Linked DNA regions of Macaca fascicularis: region 1 is linked to region 2. The links are chromatin contacts, called in public Hi-C maps. All regions are on one chromosome and are shown on one strand. Each heading gives the region's core, a stretch centred on a gene start, on an enhancer-like site or on the middle of the called end of the contact. The rest is flanking DNA. Distances are from core to core; before and after follow the strand shown. Region 1 has its middle 30 kb from the start of IFNAR2. Region 2 holds the start of IFNAR1 (interferon alpha and beta receptor subunit 1).

The links. Hi-C and Micro-C count contacts between places; a contact is called where the count stands out from the background.
Region 1: a Hi-C map of liver shows a contact between it and region 2, with 2.1 times the contacts expected there. The contact joins the enhancer-like site here to the promoter of IFNAR1 in region 2. A contact is called at or near these places in 2 of 2 Hi-C or Micro-C datasets (liver and skeletal muscle).

The regions. Positions count from the first base shown.
Region 1 is chr3:13,726,348-13,730,887 of T2T-MFA8v1.1, reverse strand. No RefSeq gene overlaps it. Among named protein-coding and RNA genes, the nearest start is that of IFNAR2, 30 kb to the right of the region's middle. Within about 2 kb of position 2,872, at least 3 of the 6 cell types and tissues checked have an H3K27ac peak or open chromatin away from gene starts, as enhancers often do. A contact at or near this core is called in liver, where this site is marked.
Region 2 is chr3:13,593,730-13,597,936 of T2T-MFA8v1.1, reverse strand. IFNAR1 (interferon alpha and beta receptor subunit 1) reads left to right here and starts at 1,428. Exons shown (of 10, transcript XR_012432049.1): 1 at 1,428-1,597. It overlaps LOC141409806 (a long non-coding RNA gene), which reads right to left and starts at 418. Exons shown (of 2, transcript XR_012432050.1): 1 at 197-418.

The sequences.
Region 1 (4,540 bases), core at 1,623-4,122, 130 kb before region 2:
TATGTACTAAATTTTATATATGTGTTTTATAATATTAAAAGTTAGGCTGGGCGCAGTGGCTCACGCCTGTAATCCCAGCATTTTGGGAGGCCGAGGCAGCCAGATCACCTGAGGTCAGGAGTTCAAGACCAGCCTGGCCAACATGGCAAAACCCTGTCTACTAAAAATACAAAAATTAGCCAGGCATGGTGGCAGGTGCCTGTAATCCCAGCTACTTGGGAGGCTGAGGCAGGAGAATCACTCGAATCTGGGAGGCGGAGGTTGCAGTGAGCCGAGATCGCACCATGGCACTCCAGCCTGGGAAACAGAGTGGGACTCTGTCTCAAAAAAAAAAAAAAAAAAAAAAAAGTTCGTATGTTATACCCAACACATATTCAAGGTTGATCTGAAATGCAAATGCAACTACATATCTTGTATTTTTGCTAAATGTGGCATCCCTCGCACACAGCGATTCACTAGTGGCTTTGGAGGGCAGAGGAGGTATTTCCCTGAGCCCTCCACGTGGCTTCTCCTTCGGTCCTCCACTGCTCTGCTCAGAGCCCCTTCCTGAGAGAAGCCTTTGCTGATCATTCTGTATACCACTGCACCCTTTCCCCACACTCCCGGCCCCCTTAGCCTGCCTTTTCCTCCATAACTTATCACTAGATGACATAACTACATACTTTGAGTAAACGATTTTTTTCATCTTTATTCTCAGCCCTTTGTGTAATGTCTGTCACAGATTGGGCCTTAAGAAATATTTGTGGAACTGCATGAATGAGAGTGACTCCATGGAGAAAGATGAAACACTGAAAGTAAAATAAAGACGGAACTAAGGTAAATGAGTATGGCCATTTCCACTCACCTGATAGGTCTGTGTGTTTTAGTCAGTGCAAAACTCACCTGGGGAAGGGAACCCCAACAAATCAGACGATGATCGAGTAGGTCCAAGGTGGGGCCCAAGATTCTGTATCCCTACCACATTCCCAGGTGATGCCGATGTAGCAAAGAGAGTCCCTTGAAGAGAGGCAGGGCACGGTGGCTCACGCCTATAATCCCAGCACTTTGGGAGGCTGAGGCAGGCTGATAGCTTGAGGCCAGGAGTTTGAGACACTCTCGGCAACATGGTGAAATCCAGTATCTACCAAAAAATACAAAAGTTTGCCAGGCGTAGTAGTGTACACCTGTAATCCCAGCTACTCAGGAGGCTAAGGCACGAGAATTGCTTGAACCCAGGAGGCAGAGGTTGCAGTGAGCAGAGAAAGAGAGAGAGAGATCGAGACAGAGAATCATTGAAGAGAGCTTGGATCCAGGTAAAAATAAAGAGCAGGACGCAACCAGAAATGTCTGTGGTTCTATTATATCACTGGACAGTGTAACAAAATGTAATGTTTTAAAAAATAGAAATTCTATATTCCTAAATCTTGAATAGATTCCTATTTCAGAAACCATTCATTCTGATGAGTCTCCCTTAGCTCTGAAAGAAAGGGGATAAAAACCAAATACAAGAATAATAAAAACCACCTCTCCGAGACGAATTGGAGAAAGGGTGCTAATCTCCCTGAGACAATGCCTACAACTGTATTTGATCAGGATGACAAGAAAAGCTTTAACTCATGCCTCGAGCAGAGCCACAAGACCTGCCTTTTTTGATGACCTTGAATTCTACAACACAGACTCCAAACCTCACATCTTGACAACTCTCACCATGAGAAAAGTAGGAAACTCTGTCTCACAGTCCCAAGTACTCACCATACCTCCTAAAATAAGTAAAAGCTTACTTAAAAAAAAAAATTTGCTTTCAGAGCAGAAAACTTCTAAAAGTTGAATTCTGATTCTGTACACACCTGCGGAGAGGTACTTGCCATGCCCACTATCCGATATGTTTCACTTTCTTTTTTTTTTTTTTTTTTTTTGAGACGGAGTCTCGCTCTGTCGCCCAGGCTGGAGTGCAGTGGCCGGATCTCAGCTCACTGCAAGCTCCGCCTCCCGGGTTCACGCCATTCTCCGGCCTCAGCCTCCCGAGTAGCTGGGACTACAGGCGCTGCCACCTCGCCCGGCTATTTTTTGTATTTCTTAGTAGAGATGGGGTTTCACCGTGTTAGCCAGGATGGTCTCGATCTCCTGACCTCGTGATCCGCCCATCTCGGCCTCCCAAAGTGCTGGGATTACAGGCTTGAGCCACCGCGCCCGGCCATGTTTCACTTTCATGAACCAGAAAAGGGGTTACAAATAGCTACCACAGAGTTACTGTCATTATCAGCCCGCAATCTGAGCAGCTGTTAAAAACCCACATTTTGTCTCAGTTGTAATCACTTAAACAAGTAACGCCTGCCTACAGTTCAAAAGAAGTTAGTATGGAATTAAATGCCATTCATACCAATTATGTTTCTTCTTTCAGATATATGGAAAAGGAAAATAAATTATCCATGAAATTGCAGATCTATGTAAAGATGCTTTTTGTAATAAAAGCCAAAACAACTTGAATCTGATGTGTGATTAGAAATAACAGACATTTGAAATTCAATAACTTAGTTCATTGACAATATCACCAGGTTAGGCATCGATAATTCATTCAGTTTTCTTTTAAAGATTATTAATTGCTTGATACCATTTAGGATCAGGAAACCCTTAGTGCAGTGAAAACTGTAAAAGTTTATCATCTGGGAGTCCCGTGTCTAGCCATGCCTCTGTCATGAATCTGTGGTGTGACTTCTGACAAGAGTTGTATCCCTCTGGATCTGTTTCCTTGGCTGGAAAGTGAGGAAATTGATCCAAAGATTACCTCGCAGATTCTCTCCAACTGACATTCTGTCATTTCCCACTCACTTTAAAATAGACTGTCAGCGACCCTACGCTTGTTTTCCTTGAGAAACAGCGCCACCTTCAGGTCATAATAACCACAAGAGAGCTGACCGTGAAGGTGCTTCTCCTGCAGGAGCGATTTGCCCTGATCCATACAAACCCTTCCCCCGCAGTCCTCTGGGATGCGGTTACACACTTGTGAGTCTGCCGCTGGGTTAAGATCAATGTGTATGGACATGGAGCCAAGCTGAGCTAACTGGCCCACAGGGGACAGATGCATGACCTTGGCCTAATTATCACAGCTCCAGCTAACAGTTCACCCACAGCAAAGCTCCTTGTGGAACCCTATAAAGAAGGAAAGGAAGCAAGGGATATGCTAGATGAACTAAAGTCTACAAAACAATGGTAAGGGACACACCTCTTCTCCAGGCAACTTCACTTAAGACAGTTTCCACCTGTTCTTATTTTAGCACGATATCTACTTGGATATACTTTTATTAAGACAAATTACATAGTGAACTCTTAAGTAAATATCAGATTTTTTTCACCCAGCAAATATTTATTAAGCAACCAACCACTTAATGCCAGCACCGTGCTAAAGGCTCTCCCAAAAGTACTTTTACTGAATTTCCACAACAACCCTTGTGAGAGAGGAATTCATATCTTCATTTTTCAACACAAGAAAATTGAGAATGAGAGAGGCCCACAAACAGCAGATCTGGCAAGAAGCTTGAATATGCAGACACAAACAGTCCACACAGTCCTCCTCTGAGGACATGACGCAACTGCTCCTTTTCAAGAGCTTATCACTCAGCACAGCGTGGCTCTACCAACTGCAATCCAGCAGCGCGGAGGCAAAGGCCACTGCGGAACTCAGTTTATTTCTCTGCAGTGTGATCTGGATGCAGAAAATGGCCCTATCTTTGCCAGCCATCCTCAGCCATACCTCCCTAACCCACTGATGGATGCCAGGCAGGGTAAGGGGGATAAGTTAATTTGTTCCTAAGTGTCTAAATAAGGATCCTTCTTACAAACAGTAGATATTTAAGGTTGTGCCTTTGATCACATCCCAACAGTCCCTAAATTCCATAGGCTTTATTGGTTGGGAAAGGGGCGGAGCAACTGTTAGCCCATGGGAATGCATCATATTTGGAAACATAATGTTTTCTGTGCATTACAGAGGAGAGAAGTGGGAAGTAGCGCCCAGTGCTGGAGGTACTCCAGATACCGGTGGTACCCTGTATATTTAACTCTTTCCCATACCTACATATGTGTAGACAACTCCGGTTGGTGAGATCAGGTTTTCAATTCTTTGTACCCCCCACTGCACTTTGCAAAATACTGGCACATAAATTTAAAGCTACTAAATATTTGCTGGTGTGTTAGAAAAAACACATAGTCTGCGTGCAGAAAACAGGAATTATACAAGCTAGCATGATCAGATATATTTGAGATGTCAGCTGAGTTACTCTAGGGCAGAGCCCAAGGACGAAGCTTGGCTGAGGGGTGATAGGGGAAGTGCCTTGGGACCTTTAGATTATGGGTGGAAGGAACAAAAGACCGATGCGGAACAAGACACTAGAGTTGGATTGACCCTTTGGGGAAGGAGAAGTTACGATATGATGTCTAAACCGCAAGGAAGATGCCAGAAAAAGAAAGAATAATATATTGTGTAAGCAAGCAATTTCTTAATTTTAAACATATTTTTATATTCAGGTGAAATTGTTTTATTCAAAGTTGAATGATCACTAAGTTG
Region 2 (4,207 bases), core at 179-2,678:
GCCTGTCTTCATGGGGTGCTTTTCCACCTTTGATGTTGTTAAAACGAAGTACTGACACACTCAGAATCAAACCCCCAAATCGATGAATCATAAAGTAATAATTCAAGGTTTTTAAAACGATACCTACAACTGGATAGATTGCCTAAAAATCATTATTCATTTAAACTGGGTTACTTTAATGATACGTAAATTATACCTCTTTAAAACAGGCATATTTCCCCTGGGCGTGGTGGCTCAAGCCTGCAATCCCAGCACTTTGGGAGGCGGAGGCGGACGGATCACTTGAGGTCAGGAGTTCCAGACCAGCCTGGGTAACACAGCGGAAACCCCATCTCTACTAAATACAAAAACTAGCCAAGCGTAATAGCGCACCGCTGTAATCTCAGCTACTCCGGAGGCTGAGGCAGGAGAATCGCTTGAACCCGGAAGGCAGAGGTTGCTGTGAGCCGAGATCGCGTCACTGCACTCCAGCCCGGGCGAGACAGCAAGACTCCGACTCAAAAAAAAAAAAAAAGCAAAAAAAAAAAAAAAAAAAAAATTCCATTGTATTGTTCTTTACAAACATTCATTTAATTATGTAACCGCTAATTAATTGCTTGGTTGTTATAATAACCAATTATTTGATTATCTCATCATTTAAATTTTATTTTGCATATTTTCACAATGCACTTGATCTATTACTGAGTAATTTAATTAAATAATCATTCGAACGGTGGGCTCGAATTGTTTACGGATAAAGCTCGACGACCAAAGCCTAGCGACCGCTGTTCTGGAGCCCCTCGGCCCAGGGCCCGTGGCGGTTCTCTCCAAGGGACCATCTCGCCCCTCAGCCAAGTCGCCCCGAAAACGAGTGCCTCTGCCCCGCTCTGGCTCTGCACACAGGAACAGTCTGGTCGCTCAGCCACTTCCTCCTTCCAGCCTCATCTGGTTCCCAGGCCGCTGGGGACTCCCAACGCCACTACCCAAGGCTCTAGGGTCAGCAAGCGCTCCGGGCGGAGAAGGGCAAGGACGAAGAGCGCACGGCCACGACCCGGACCCCACCCACGCCCTCCGACTGCAGACATGGGGAAGACACGCAGGAACTCCAAAGTCGCTGGGTCTGCGCACGTGTGTGCCGCGATCCTGTGAAGGTCAAGGCCTCCCGTGAGACGGGGTCTTCCTGGAATGCGATGGTGAACTGCGCCAGATCGGCCCCTGGCCGGAAAGAGTTTGGAAGAAGACAAGGCAGGAGGCCTACCATTTCTAAGGCGCTCGTGCACAGGCGTGGCGCAACTAGAGGGGGCAATGGGAGCTTGCAGAGGAGGTGCTAGCTAGGAGGAAAGGCGCGTGCGCGGAGGAATGGCGCGTGCGCGGAGAGGCGGTGCGAGCCATGGGGAAAGGCGCGTGCGCAGAGGGGCGATGAGAGCTAGGAGGGGCAGCGCGTGCGCAGAGGAGCGGTGTGGCTTAGGAGGGGGCAATGTAAGCTAAGAGGAGTGTTGCGTTCGCGGAGATGTGAGTGGTGGGACCTGCGGCGGCTCCCATATGATGGTCACCCTCCTGGGCGCGACGACCCTAGTGCTGGTCACCTTGGCGCCATGGGTGTTGTCCGCAGCCGCAGGTGAGAGGCCGGGAGGAGAATCTCGGCGCAGGGCCGGAGGTAGGGCGAGCAGCTGGGCTACCGGGGCGGCGATGGTGTTGGGGGCGACAGACCCCCAACCCTCGATCCTCTTTGCCGCGGCAAAGATTAAACCCGACTTGGGCTCGAAAATCAATCAGGAGAAAGTGGTGTTCTGGGTCCTCTGTCGCCGCTTGCCTGTGACGCGTGTACCGGTCCTTGGGCGCGCCCGGGTCCCCATCCCCGTGAAGTGGCAGTGCCAGAGCCTTGTGTCGAGATTGCTTCTTTCCGGGAAAGTACTGCGGCTCAGCTGGCCTGTTTGATAATAAACAAAACATTTCCCGAAATGCATTTCCTCAATCTGGTAAAAACTAGGCGGCCAGTCCCACGGGGGAGTGAGCTAAGCGTGACCAGGATTTCTCTGCCCTCAGGATTCATACAGGCCAATAAGAAATGACAGTCGGAGTGACTGAGGCATAATTCTCAGTCCTCGAGGTTTACTAATCCTGCTTCAGGGCGCATCCGAGAAAAACATGAGCCACAGACACATCTGTGACTGGTTTTCCAGAGGTTTTCAGGAGGTGGGGCAGTGAGGCAGTGAGGCAGATAGTTCTGTGACACTTCAGTTAGTGCCCAAGAAATCTGTATTTTAAGATACCATGAGTGTGTTGAAGAGAAAAAGAGAGTAAAGGGAGTCCGTTATGCAGATGCCTCTGAGTAGGCGGAGTCTTGACTTTGTTTTGCACCTGAGAAGATAAGCTTGTAATTGACACTGTCAGTGTGGAAGGCCTGAATTAGTTTTTCAGGTTAACTTTGGAATGCCATTTGTTGAGAGGAGGGGTCCGTTCAGATGGTTGGGGGGCTTAGAATTTTATTTTTGGTTTACATAACTACCTACTTTTTCCCCAAAGAGATAATCATGTTCAAAACTCAATGAAATGTTTTCTCAGTGAGATAGTAATATTGCTCAGTCTTTCAGAAGTCATAAAAATATTCACACTTTTTAAACTAGTAAATGCAATTCTAGGACCCAGGACTAAGAAAACTGTCCAAAATATGGGAAGACGTTTTTATTTATACTTTTTTTTGTTTTGTTTTGAGAAGACAGCCTGTTGCCCAGGCTGGTGTGCAGAGGTGTGATCTCAGCTCACTGCAACCTCTGCCTCCTGGGTTCAGGTGATTCTCCTGCCTCAGCCTCTTGAGTAGCTGGAATTACAGGTGTACACCACCACATCTGGCTATTTTTTGTATTTTTAGTAGAGATGGGGTTTTGCCATGTTGGCCAGGCTGGTTTCGAACTCCTGACCTCAAACGATCCACTTCAGCCTCCCAAAGTGCTGGGATTACAGGCGTGAGCCACCGCACCCAGTCTGTTTATACTTTAGACTTTAGTTTTAGGAACTAGACTTAGGTTGTAGACTTGAAGTTACAGTTGGCATCCCCTTGTTTATGGGAAACCAGCAAAGAATTGACTCACGAATGATCTGTGGGGGTAGTCCTTCGCAGATGGCTGAGTCTTTTTATCTTTCCTTGGGGATTTGGCTGAAGCATTGTGCTAGTAACAGCCATTCATTTGGAAGAGGGTGTTGCAGTCACTTGGCCTGTGGGCTTAACTATCTTCCCTTTTGTGTAAGAAAGTTGGGAGAGGTCCTGAGATTTTTTTTTTTTTTTTTTTTTTTCCTTTTACAAAAATAGTAAAAGAAAAATACAAAGGCAGGGCGTCACCAGGCTAATTTGCTGAAATTCTTCATACTTGCCTGGGATGCATGGGGAAATGGCAACTATTATAAGGTTGATAAGAGACTGAGAGGTAATTTTGTAGTGAGGAGGGGTACCCAGAGAGAATCAGGGCTAGCATCCCAGTGCAGGAGTCCAGGTGGTCTGTGAGCCTGCGAGTGAGTTCAAAATACTTACCTGTTGTCTTAGGAAACCATATACCTGTGTGGTACATGATATACTATTTCTCAAACTTTTCCACAAATATGTAGTATATTTTTCCTAGGATGTGGGTACTAGGGTCCCGGTGCATCCCATAGTAATTTCTTTGAAGTCTTTTGTTTATGAAAAATTTGCATTAAACTCATGTTTCGTTTGATGTGAAAAGAGCTTTCCCAGAATTTTCATATAAAATTGACATTCCAGGAGGGTATGCATTAAGAAATTAATTTAAAATTAGGTTAGAGGACAGGTGGCAAGATATAATTTATAGGCATTTAGCATTTCTTAAGCTCTTAACTGTGTGCCAGGCACTAATCTAAGTGTTTTAACAGTATAAACTCATTAAGCTTTCAGAGCCACACAGATACTGTTATCCTTATTTAACAGACAGGGAAACTGAGCAACTGAGAGATCAAGTGACTTGCCTGAGGCTGTATAGGCCAGTCCGTGGCTGAGTGGGGAAGTCAACCCTGGGTCTGGCCTAAGAGTCCTGGGGCTTAACCAGACTAGACTATTTTCCTAAAGGCCAAACAATTTAAATTCCTGATTGTCCACTTGTATGTTAAGGGCCTAATTATCAGTATCTTTCAGTTAACTGTGAGCCCAAAAATATCTGAGACAGGTCTCAAATCAGCTTAGAAAATTTATTTTGCCAAGGTTAAGGATGCATCCATG